Linked DNA regions of Mus musculus: region 2 is linked to region 1. Evidence: chromatin contacts called from public ChIA-PET data. All regions are on one chromosome and are shown on one strand. Each heading gives the region's core, a stretch centred on a gene start, on an enhancer-like site or on the middle of the called end of the contact. The rest is flanking DNA. Distances are from core to core; before and after follow the strand shown.

What was found. ChIA-PET counts read pairs in DNA pulled down with a chosen protein or histone mark.
Region 2: an RNA polymerase II ChIA-PET map of memory CD8 T cells shows a contact between it and region 1, with 31 read pairs. The contact joins two enhancer-like sites. A contact is called at or near these places in 1 of 115 datasets of contacts at active chromatin or transcription factors (memory CD8 T cells) and 2 of 9 other capture datasets (adipose tissue and pancreatic islet).

Annotation. Positions count from the first base shown.
Region 1 is chr12:35,913,121-35,918,120 of GRCm38.p6, reverse strand. No RefSeq gene overlaps it. Among named protein-coding and RNA genes, the nearest start is that of Agr3, 10 kb to the left of the region's middle. Within about 2 kb of position 2,325, at least 16 of the 459 cell types and tissues checked have an H3K27ac peak or open chromatin away from gene starts, as enhancers often do. A contact at or near this core is called in memory CD8 T cells, where this site is marked.
Region 2 is chr12:36,017,150-36,022,149 of GRCm38.p6, reverse strand. It overlaps Tspan13 (tetraspanin 13), which reads left to right. Exons shown (of 6, transcript NM_025359.3): 4 at 236-349; 5 at 1,547-1,660. Among named protein-coding and RNA genes, the nearest start is that of Tspan13, 23 kb to the left of the region's middle. Within about 2 kb of position 2,444, at least 44 of the 459 cell types and tissues checked have an H3K27ac peak or open chromatin away from gene starts, as enhancers often do. A contact at or near this core is called in memory CD8 T cells, where this site is marked.

The DNA.
Region 1 (5,000 bases), core at 1,076-3,575:
ACATTCTCCATTGGTATTAGTGAATGAGTAAAAATCATAAACTCATTTTGTTTCAATTTAAGATGTACAGGCTCGATGTTAATCCAATCAGAATGAGAATTAAAGGCCAAGTCAATGCTGATAGCAGAGTAGTTAGCCAGGGGACTAAGAGAACAGAGACTTGTACCAATTATTTCTCTAACCATGGCAAGATTTTTCTCTAATTACTCCTGATCAATTAGCATACAACAGCAGGTTTCTCCCCAAACCATCAATAGTTTCCTTTATTTCATGAGAAGTCTAAACCTCTATAATTTTGTAGGACCATTTCTGAAAGGGAATCTAACTGATGTTTTGATTCAGGAACTGAAAATTTTAATACCTCTAGGTCCTGATCCACCTACATATTTCATTTGGAAAACACCAGAAGAGGCAAATTTAGTCACACCAAATTTAGTGCATGCCCACTAAATAGTCTCAGAGGCCCAATATGTTGTTATCCATATGAATTATCCCATATGGCAGAATATCAGGCACCAGAATAAGGGGAAGTGTCTAGGTTGAAGGTTTTTAATATTAGATAAGTTTTAGCCCCTTCTAAGCCATCTAATGTTAATTTGGGCTGTGCCTAATCACAGTGATTTTGTCAGTCAGTGGGCTGAGTCCTTCCCTATCCATTTGTAGTACGTGGACTGGGTATCAAAGCACAATCCACAAACCTGACTGATCTTTGGCTGGAAAGGATTAACTCTATTCCCAAGAACTCTTTCTATGGCAGAGTCAAGTTCCCTGGGTTTTTTTGTGTTTTCCAAAGGCCAGAATCTTTTAAAGAATTTTCTTTAGAAAAAACTCAAATTTAATTTTCCACCTTTGTGATGGAAACTCTCTTGGTTTTGGCAGCCAGGGTATCTAGCAACGAGGCATGTATAGAATTTTAAACTCTGTATTCTGATCTCAAAATATAAATTCCCGTTTCTCCTTTTCTTCATACAACCACATACTTAAAGTAGGGGGTCAATAAGTAAAGGCCAAGGTGGAATATGATTTCTGGTCTACAGTCATACTAGTTAATACCTTCTCTGGAGCTGACTTCTTCAATTCCTAGGTCCAAACTTGAAGGCCCTGAGGGTCGGACCATAACCCTGTATTTATATTAAACACAAGTCTCAGGAGAAAGTAGAGGGGCAGGGAGTGTAAGGGCCCAGGGCTCATTGAAACCTTAATTTTAAGTCTGGAGATGGTTTATTTGGCAGCAGCATCTATGGCTTCTTCTTTCTTAACCTGTAATGATATCTGTAATGCCAGATATCTTCACAGCCTTAGGATTGGAGAGAATCACAGTGTAGAGTCCCTTTCTAGTTGATTTCAGTGCCCTGTTGGCTATCTGCCTGACACAGACAATGTCACTGGGCTGGGACAAAGGAAAACTGGTGATGGATTAGGAGGTCAGCTGGCTCTCTTGAATACACCAATGGACAGCCTTTATGGAAGACTGGAGTACCTATGGTAACTTGAGAAAGGAACGGTTAGAGAGTTCTGCCAACTGCTGGTGTCTGAGCCTGGGGAAGGTCTTCCAAACATAATCTCAAGGAGAACATAAATCCACTGGTATGGGGACCAGTGGGCTAAAGCAAAGGAAGGAGATCTATCTACCCTCTGGCAGACTCTAATGAGAGTTTTGTTAAAGTTTCTTTTAATGTCCTGTTTATTCTTTTTACCTGGCCAGAACCCTGAGGTCTACATGCACAATGAAGTTTTCAATGTATGTCTAAGGCTTTAGATATTAATTGAGAGGTTTTGACTATGAAAGTCAGGCTGCTAACCCCAATTGTTAAGGGAGAGGCTATGTTAGGGGAACAGTTTCTTTTCTTTTCTTTTCTTTTCTTTTCTTTTCTTTTCTTTTCTTTTCTTTTCTTTTCTTTTCTTTTCTTTTCCTTTCCTTTCTTTCTTTTAGGGGATCAATTTCTAGAGGATCATCTTAGCTCCTATTTAAGCAGCTTCAGCCTGGGTAGAGGATGTTTCTACCTATCCAGAAAAAGAATCTTTAAAAACTACCAAGTACTTTTATCCTCCCCCAGCAGGCTGGATCTTGGTGAAATCAGTTTCCCTAGAGTTTGTGGGGCTTTTGATCTCTTATTTGGACCACTTCCTGGACTTTGAATTCACTTGAGCAGAAACTGGGTATCTGACTGAGACATTCTGTGCTAGGCATACAGTCTAGGTATAACATATCATGGTCTGAGCAGCTCAGAAAGTTTTGTGGACCTCAGATGAGTAGCCTGGTGAAGGTCAGTTCCCAGAGTCCTGCCAGTTGTTTCTGGGAGAATGATTTTTACTCTTGTGTCCTCCATCGAGCACCAGGTGTGAGCTGTGCATTTCTTCTTTACCATGGAGGCTCAGGCTGTACCATATTGTGGTATGACATCAGAATATCAACAGGCCCCACTGGTCTTAGTGCCATTTGTCCAGCAACCAGGTCAGCAGCCCAGCAATGGAGAACAGCACTTTGTCGTGGGAGCCAAATGGCCTCAAGGAAAGGCAAGATTTTTAAAATATTCTTTTTCCTAGTGGTGAGAAGCCCTCTTTCTCTATAGATTATACTGTGGACATGTCTGGAAGTAAAAACATACCTGATGGTCCATGTAAATGTTGGTGGAATTTTCTTTTCCCTGTCTGATAGCTAGGGTCCGATCAACCTGTTCTGCTCTCTGGGCTGAGGTACCTGGCTTGGGCCCAGATCATTTCAGTTAAAGGAACTACTGCAGCTCTCAAGTACCTGTTTTTTTATCTTTCACCTCCTGACAGTCATGGATGAATACCTGTGGGACATCGCCAGGGAAAAGAGTAGCAAGATTAATGGCAATGGGTTTCTCAAACTGGATTCAAGGATGGGCCAGGAGAAGGGCCTGGTCCTGACTTATATAGTCACTTGATAGTGTTCTAGAGCTGCTCAGAGGACAGCTTCAACTCTGTCATGGGTGCTGTGAATATAAGACCTTGATCCAGAGTTAACTTGTTTGCTTTCTTTCATTAAACTAGCAGAAACAGCCACAGCTCTTAGATAGATGCGGACATCCTGTAACTACAGAGTCTAGTGGTTTTGACAGGCATGTTACAGGACACTCCCATGACACCAAAGTTTGTGTTAGAACCACTTTTTGTCTTCTGTTTTATCTCAGTCCAGATTACAGGCTCAGTGTCCTCCTTTGTGCTGGTTATACAGACCTTGCTGTTTCCAGAAACTTTGGTACCCAGAGGCAGCAATATCCTGCTGTACCTGTCTCTCAGATCTCAAACTCTCAAACTTGTCTCTCCGTCTTTGCAATTGGGATCTTAAGGATGGCAGAAATCCTACTCTGAAACAGGCTCATTTTGTCTCTCCTTATGGTAGCCAAGATAAGTAGACTCTGATGTATAAATTTGGGCTTTCTTAGCTGACATTCTATAGTCCTACGTCTACACTCCATAAGCAACTATTTTCCTAGGAAACCTTTGACAGAAAGACAGGAAGTCTGCATTTAGTGTCTTTAAATACTGGGGCAACCTAGTTCAGTTATGTTGCCCACTGTAATCTCCCATTGGGTCTTTTCATTTCTAAGTAAAGATGTATTGGCTCACCTCTGCCAATGAGAGGCTGAAGAACACACCTTTCAAGTCTAAGACACCTCTTTCTCTGGAAGAATCACTCTCAGAATCAGAGGTCCCAGATTTCTTCACAGGCAGGAGAGGCATATTCCAGAGTTACTGGCAGGTCACCAGTATGTCTATCTCTTCAACCCAGGCAATATGGATTTCAATTTCCACTTTTGTTTCCAGGATCCTTGGGTATTGTTTAATCTGGATAGATGTAGCTGAACTGGTTAGTTGAATAATTATAGGAGCTAGCTGTTGGGCCATTCCTGTGGGCTTGATTGTTTGTTTTTCCTGATAGAGGGTGAGACACTAATATTTTGTTGAATATCTGTAAATCTAACTGTCTCATCATCAGAGAAGGCGACAGTGACTTTTTTTGCACAAGTGTCAGTTTATGAAAATGGTCTCCTAATCAGTTTTGTGTTCTTAAACACCCTTTAAGCTATCTCCAGCAATTAGGACCTACTTATCCCTTTAATTTGTTTATACTTTTAATTTTTTTAACTTTTATAACTTCTTTTCTAATATCTGGGGCCAACTGGGTGACAAAGGAAATCTTTTTAGTAACCATTTTGTTTTCAATCCATTCCAAAGGACCTAGCCAAAGCTGTTTAAAGACTCCTTGGTCAATGTTGAACAGAAGGGAAAATCCATTTTGTTTATTTTTTAACTTTATTTCAGAGAGTGGTGGGTTTTGTGGGTCATTGGTTTAAAGGAGACATAAATCACAAAAAAGAAAGGAGTGAAACTTTTTCTTTTCCTTTGGGCTCAGCCAGGGGAACATATCCCCTTTTCCTGGGGCTGCTTATAGCAGGCACAGAGGAGAGGAGAGAGGGACTCACCTGGAGAAACCATTTCCTCCTTTTTGTGTGCATTTTAATTAGATGGCAGGGGGCTGAGGGCCCCAGCTTCTCCCCACCCACTACATGGGAACCTACTTTAACTGTGAGCAGAAGTCAAGTAACAAAACAAGCAAATGTTCCTGCTCTCTGAGTGGTTCAGGTGGAGGTTTTTAGGGTTTCTCTGGCAAAGAAAAAAAAATATATACAGGTCTCCAACAGGAGGGGACACAGGTCTTAAGGCTAGGGGATTCTCATACCAGGGAAAGCCAGTCGTCAATACAGGTAAACAGAACTGACAGAAACACATAGAAAGACACACAGAGACACACATGCACATAGAGAGACACAGAACAGACAACCACGCGAGGCCACCACACATTCATACACCTGAACAGACAGAAGGATCCAGTGACATCTGACATGGATCCCAGACACTGGATCAGTGGCCCCACCTGACCTCTCCTACTTTTCTAAACAGAGGTGCCTCAACAGGACTTACCTCCCGAGGTAACAGACCAGGTGGCTTTCTAATCTGTTTCCTTTTGG
Region 2 (5,000 bases), core at 1,195-3,694, 100 kb before region 1:
GTTGTAAAAACCAGGACCTTTTCATTTATAGGCTAGCCATAGTACCTTCTTTTTTTTTTCAGATCAAGGGATGAGCTTTTGAAAGAGTGTAACAGTTTTGAGGCTATTGATTTTCTATGCTCTGCTCCTAGCTGCAGGCTGGCCTCTGTATGTTACTTAGGGATTATGATACATTGTTACACAGGGATGATGATACATTGTTACACGGGGATGATACATTGTTGTAATTTCTTAGGGTCAGCTGCTGGAAGTCGGATGGAACAATACTGCAAGTGCTCGAAATGACATCCAGAGGAATTTGAACTGCTGTGGCTTCCGGAGCTATAACCCAAATGACACCTGTCCAGCTGTAAGTCCAGAAAGGTTTTCTTTAGTGTTTCACATACAGTTTAATAATGATTAACAGAAAAGTGGTCTTTCTGGTACTGAATTGTGTTTCAAAATTGTTTGACATAGGCCTCTGTTGTATTTCTCACATTTGTCACATTTGCTCATCTATGTCCGGAGAGATACATCGCATTTATTTATTTATTTATTTATTTATTTATTTAGTAAAAATACACTGTAAAACATTCAACCACCACACAGAGGCCTGTCGCTTGTGTAATTCTAGATTTTTGTCATGCTCATAGTTGACAGTAGCCATCACACCAGTCTCAGGAGGCTGAAATGAGGTGTCAGCAGAGACTGAAATTCACCCAAGGCTTGCTGTCCTCTGCCTGGCTCAATGGTTGTTTGTAGACCTTGACTCACTGTAGTTGTAGGATTACAAGCCCTGTTGGCTTAGTGGCATTCAGCTGGTGTCTCCGTGACCATTAGTTGTCACCAGTTAAGTAGTATTGCTGTGAAGAGACCCCATGACTAAGACAACTCTTACAAGAGAAAGTGTTTGATTGGGAGCCTGCTTACGGTATGAGAGGTTTTCCATTTTCACTGTGGAGGGGAGCAACCTAGCATACAGGCATGTCCTGGAAAAGTAGTTGAGAGCTACATTTGGATCTACAGGCAGATTGTGTGTGTGTGTGTGTGTGTGTGTGTGTGTGTGTGTGTGTGTGTGTGTTGGGGGGGGGGAGGGGCTGGAGAGAATGAACCGACCCTAGACTTAGCATGGACTTTTGAAACCTCAAAGCTCCATCCCCAGTGACATACTTACTCCAGCAAGACCATACCCACTAATTCTTGTAATCCTTTCAAACAGTTCCACTCCCTGGTAACCAGGCATTTAAATATATGAGCCTATGGGGTGCCATTCTTATTCAGATCACCACAGCTGGGTATCACTTACAATGCAAGCAAGTTACTGGAGAATCTGTGGTACTAGACCAAAATCTTACACAAGGCAATCTAGACATCTACCAATCCTATCCCAGGCTCTAGAAGGGGACAGACCGATGGGTCCTACAGAGCATCTACAGGACTTGACCATCTCAGAAACTTGCACACAATTTAAAATTTATACCCAAACTGGATGGAGCACTCTAGGCCTGAATTTCGACGGGTTGTGAACATACGCTGAAGTAACAAGTCTTTCCTTTTATCGATACAGAGCTGTGCTAAAAGTACCCAGAAGTGCTCCTCGTGCGCCCCCATAATCGGAGAGTATGCTGGAGAGGTTTTGAGGTTTGTTGGTGGCATTGGTCTCTTCTTCAGTTTTACAGAGGTATGTAGCTGGACTTTGGCTACTTTGTGGGTTTTTCTTTCTTCGATCCCCCCCACCTTTTTTTTTATTTTACCCTTCTAACCCTCCAATACTAGATAGGAGAGAAAGAAAAGAACAGAGGAGAAAGGGGGTGACTTTGGTTTCAGACTTGGGACAAGCAGCTGAGGTGCATTTTTTACATACCAATGTGAACCAGGCCTCCAGGTTCTCCCAGCATCCCTCGGGCCCTGTCATGGCTGATACCCCGCCCTCTATGATGAACTTTGCATCCCAGGGGCTAGGCTTCCCCCAGAAGCTCCTCCCTATATAATCCAGAACTTTTTTTGTCTCCCTCCCTCCTTTCTCCCCTCTCTCCTTCTCCCTTACCCTCTCCCTGACCTTCTCTCTCCCTCCCTCATTCCCCCCCTCTCCCTCTCTTTCCCTATCTCTGCCCTTTCTTTGTATCCTCCCATCTGTCTCCTTCTCTCTGGCGACTTCCAGGCCTTATTGTTTGGGACTGGTGAACCTGCCTGAGAACTTCCCCCCAATGAACCTGCCTTTATACTTTAATTCAGCTTGAATTGGCTCATTTCATCAGAGAAGAATACCTATCAGTGACATTATCATTAGACTATTTCCTGCTGATCAGGGCATCAAGTTCCTTGGGGCAAGTTTGATCTTTGCCCTCAGGATGTCTAACTTTTTCTTCTTATCGTTTCTTTGTGCACAGCTACGTAACAAACCACAACCACAGCAACCAACAACCCACACTGCCTCTGGGGCCCTAGCATTTATATCCCCTCTGTAAAGTCCCTAGAATTTCAGATGTCATATACTCGCAGAAACTGTCTGCCGCTGCAGAACCATGCTTCCCCTCCTAGAGCATGAGGTAAATCATAGCCAGCTGCTGTGGACAGTCTGAAGCAGCCCCATGTCCCTCGCCTGGGATTAAAGCTCATACGGAGTTCAGTTTTGTATGACTAGAAGACAGAGCATTGTACTTCAGCATCAAACATGATACTCGAAAGGTATCAGTGCTCATCTTCCTTGAGATCACTTGGTGTGATGGGAGCACCCTTAGCTTAGAATCTGAACGTCTGAGAAATTTGGCATGAACTTTATGATGGGGGTGACATTCTTGATCTGTTTGGACCTGTATAAATTATAATAAGTGAAATCAGATTAGTGTGGAGTAACTCTGGACTTTTCTTTCTAGAGTTACACGATAAATTATAGTTAAGTTTTGTATTAAGGAATACGTGTTAATATATGTTAATTATATAATGTGTTAAAAATGTTAATATACGTTAACATATAATATATACACTATACATATTGCTTTTAAGAATTGCCTTTGTTGCCGGATGTTGGTGGTGCATGCCTTTAATCCCAGCACTCAAGAGGCAGAGACTGGTGGATCTCTTGAGTTGAGGCCAGCCTGGTCTAGAGAGGATAGCCTGGGCTACATAGAGAAGCTCTGTCTTGGGGAAAAAAGGCTGGTAGCTGAGGAAAATTGGGAGCAGGAGAGATGAGGTGGTCTTTCCCACATGGACTAATTGATTATCCAATTCCAAATGGGCAATCCTGAAACATACACAGAAATAATAGTATATGGATTAGGAAGGTTATATTTAGGAATATATATATATATATATATATATATATATATAAATGTATATATATGCATTAACAATTTTTTGAGGTTTTTGTTTTGTTTTGATTTTTGTTTTTCGAGACAGGTTTTCTCTGTATAGCCTTGGCTGTCCTGGAACTCACTCTGTAGACCAGGCTGGCCTCAAACTCAGAAATCTGCCTGCCTCTGCCTCCCGAGTGCTGGGATCAAAGGTGTGCGCCACCACTGCCCTGCAATGCAGTAACAATTAATGTAAGAAAATGCTATGAATTTAAAAGAGATAATATGGGAGGGTTTGGAGAGAGAAAAGAAGGAAATGAATGTATTATATAATATTAATAAAAGTAAAAATAAAAGAAGTGTAAAAATTATTTTACTTTCAACATTGAAAAATCACTGTGAAATTTTCTCCCATTTTCTTATTACTACCTTTCTAAAACCTACAGGTAACTACTGTTATTATTTGTATATGTTTATATTAAGTTAATATGTTTTACTAACAAGTAAATTTTATATATTTTTAAACAAAACCAGAATGCTGTACTAAATTTACAATACTGAATTGGTAATAAGTATCAAGACAAAATTTTGGTTTTGAGCTGGGGTTTTATTATATAGCCCCTGCTGGTCTTATATTCCCTTTTTCTTAGCCTCTTGGGTGCTAGTATTAAAGGTCTGATCTGCCAACAATTCTGTTTTAACTAAAAAAAAAAATCCATGCATATTACTTTATTTTATGGAAATAATTGTATAACAACATAAAATAGACACACAAGGCTATTTATAAGCAACTTTTATAAAGATTTACTTTTAATTATATATATGAATATGTGTCTATGTGTAGTAGGTATGTGCACATGAGTGTAGATGTCAGGGGAGGCCAGCAGGGGGCGTCAGGACTTATGGCTGTGGAGGAGCAGATGGTTGTGAGTCACTAGACGTGGGAAGCAAACTCCAGTGCTCTGCAGGAATACCAAGTACTCTCTTCACTGCTGAGCAGTCTCTCTAGCCTTCAGGGCATTATTTTTTTTTATAATATTTGGGTACCTTTTACTTCTTGACAATATGCTAGTTGGGTCAAGATGTCTGACATAGGAGCAGAACAGGAAGCAGGGTTGGAAACTGAGTGCACCTGCTTCCTAATTGTGGCCTCTGGAGCAAGGTAATCTTGCTAGCCCTCACATAGCTCCTTCAAATCTTCTATCTCAACCTCGAAGAATAACAACAGGCAGTCGCTTCCCGGTGTTATGACTAAAGGAGCCAGTGGTGTAAAACCTGGAATGCTTTGAGCAGTACTTGGTGTATGGGGGGCTAGTTATTGTTTTGTAGCCATTAATAAATTTATTAATATATGACATATTATGCCCTATTGGAAAAAAGACAGTGGGTCTTATTGACACATGAAATGTCCATGTCACACTTCTGTTTTAAATAGATAACAGAAGAGTATGAGTCAAATAATTCTTTTAGTAGAATTTGCATGTATAGCTATAGAGGCATAGTAGGCTACTTACAAGAGCAACATACGTCTTTACAAAATTGCAAAAATTCTGTTTTATATGGTTAGAATTTAACCATAAATGGATCACTTAATCTGTTGACCATTTGATTTTCTTTTTTAAAAATTACCTTTCTTCATTGAATGAGTGTTGGGGGGCAACATGCATGTGCCATAGTGGGCGTGTCAAGAACACAAGGGCATCCTCTGGGATTTGTTCTCCCATCCCC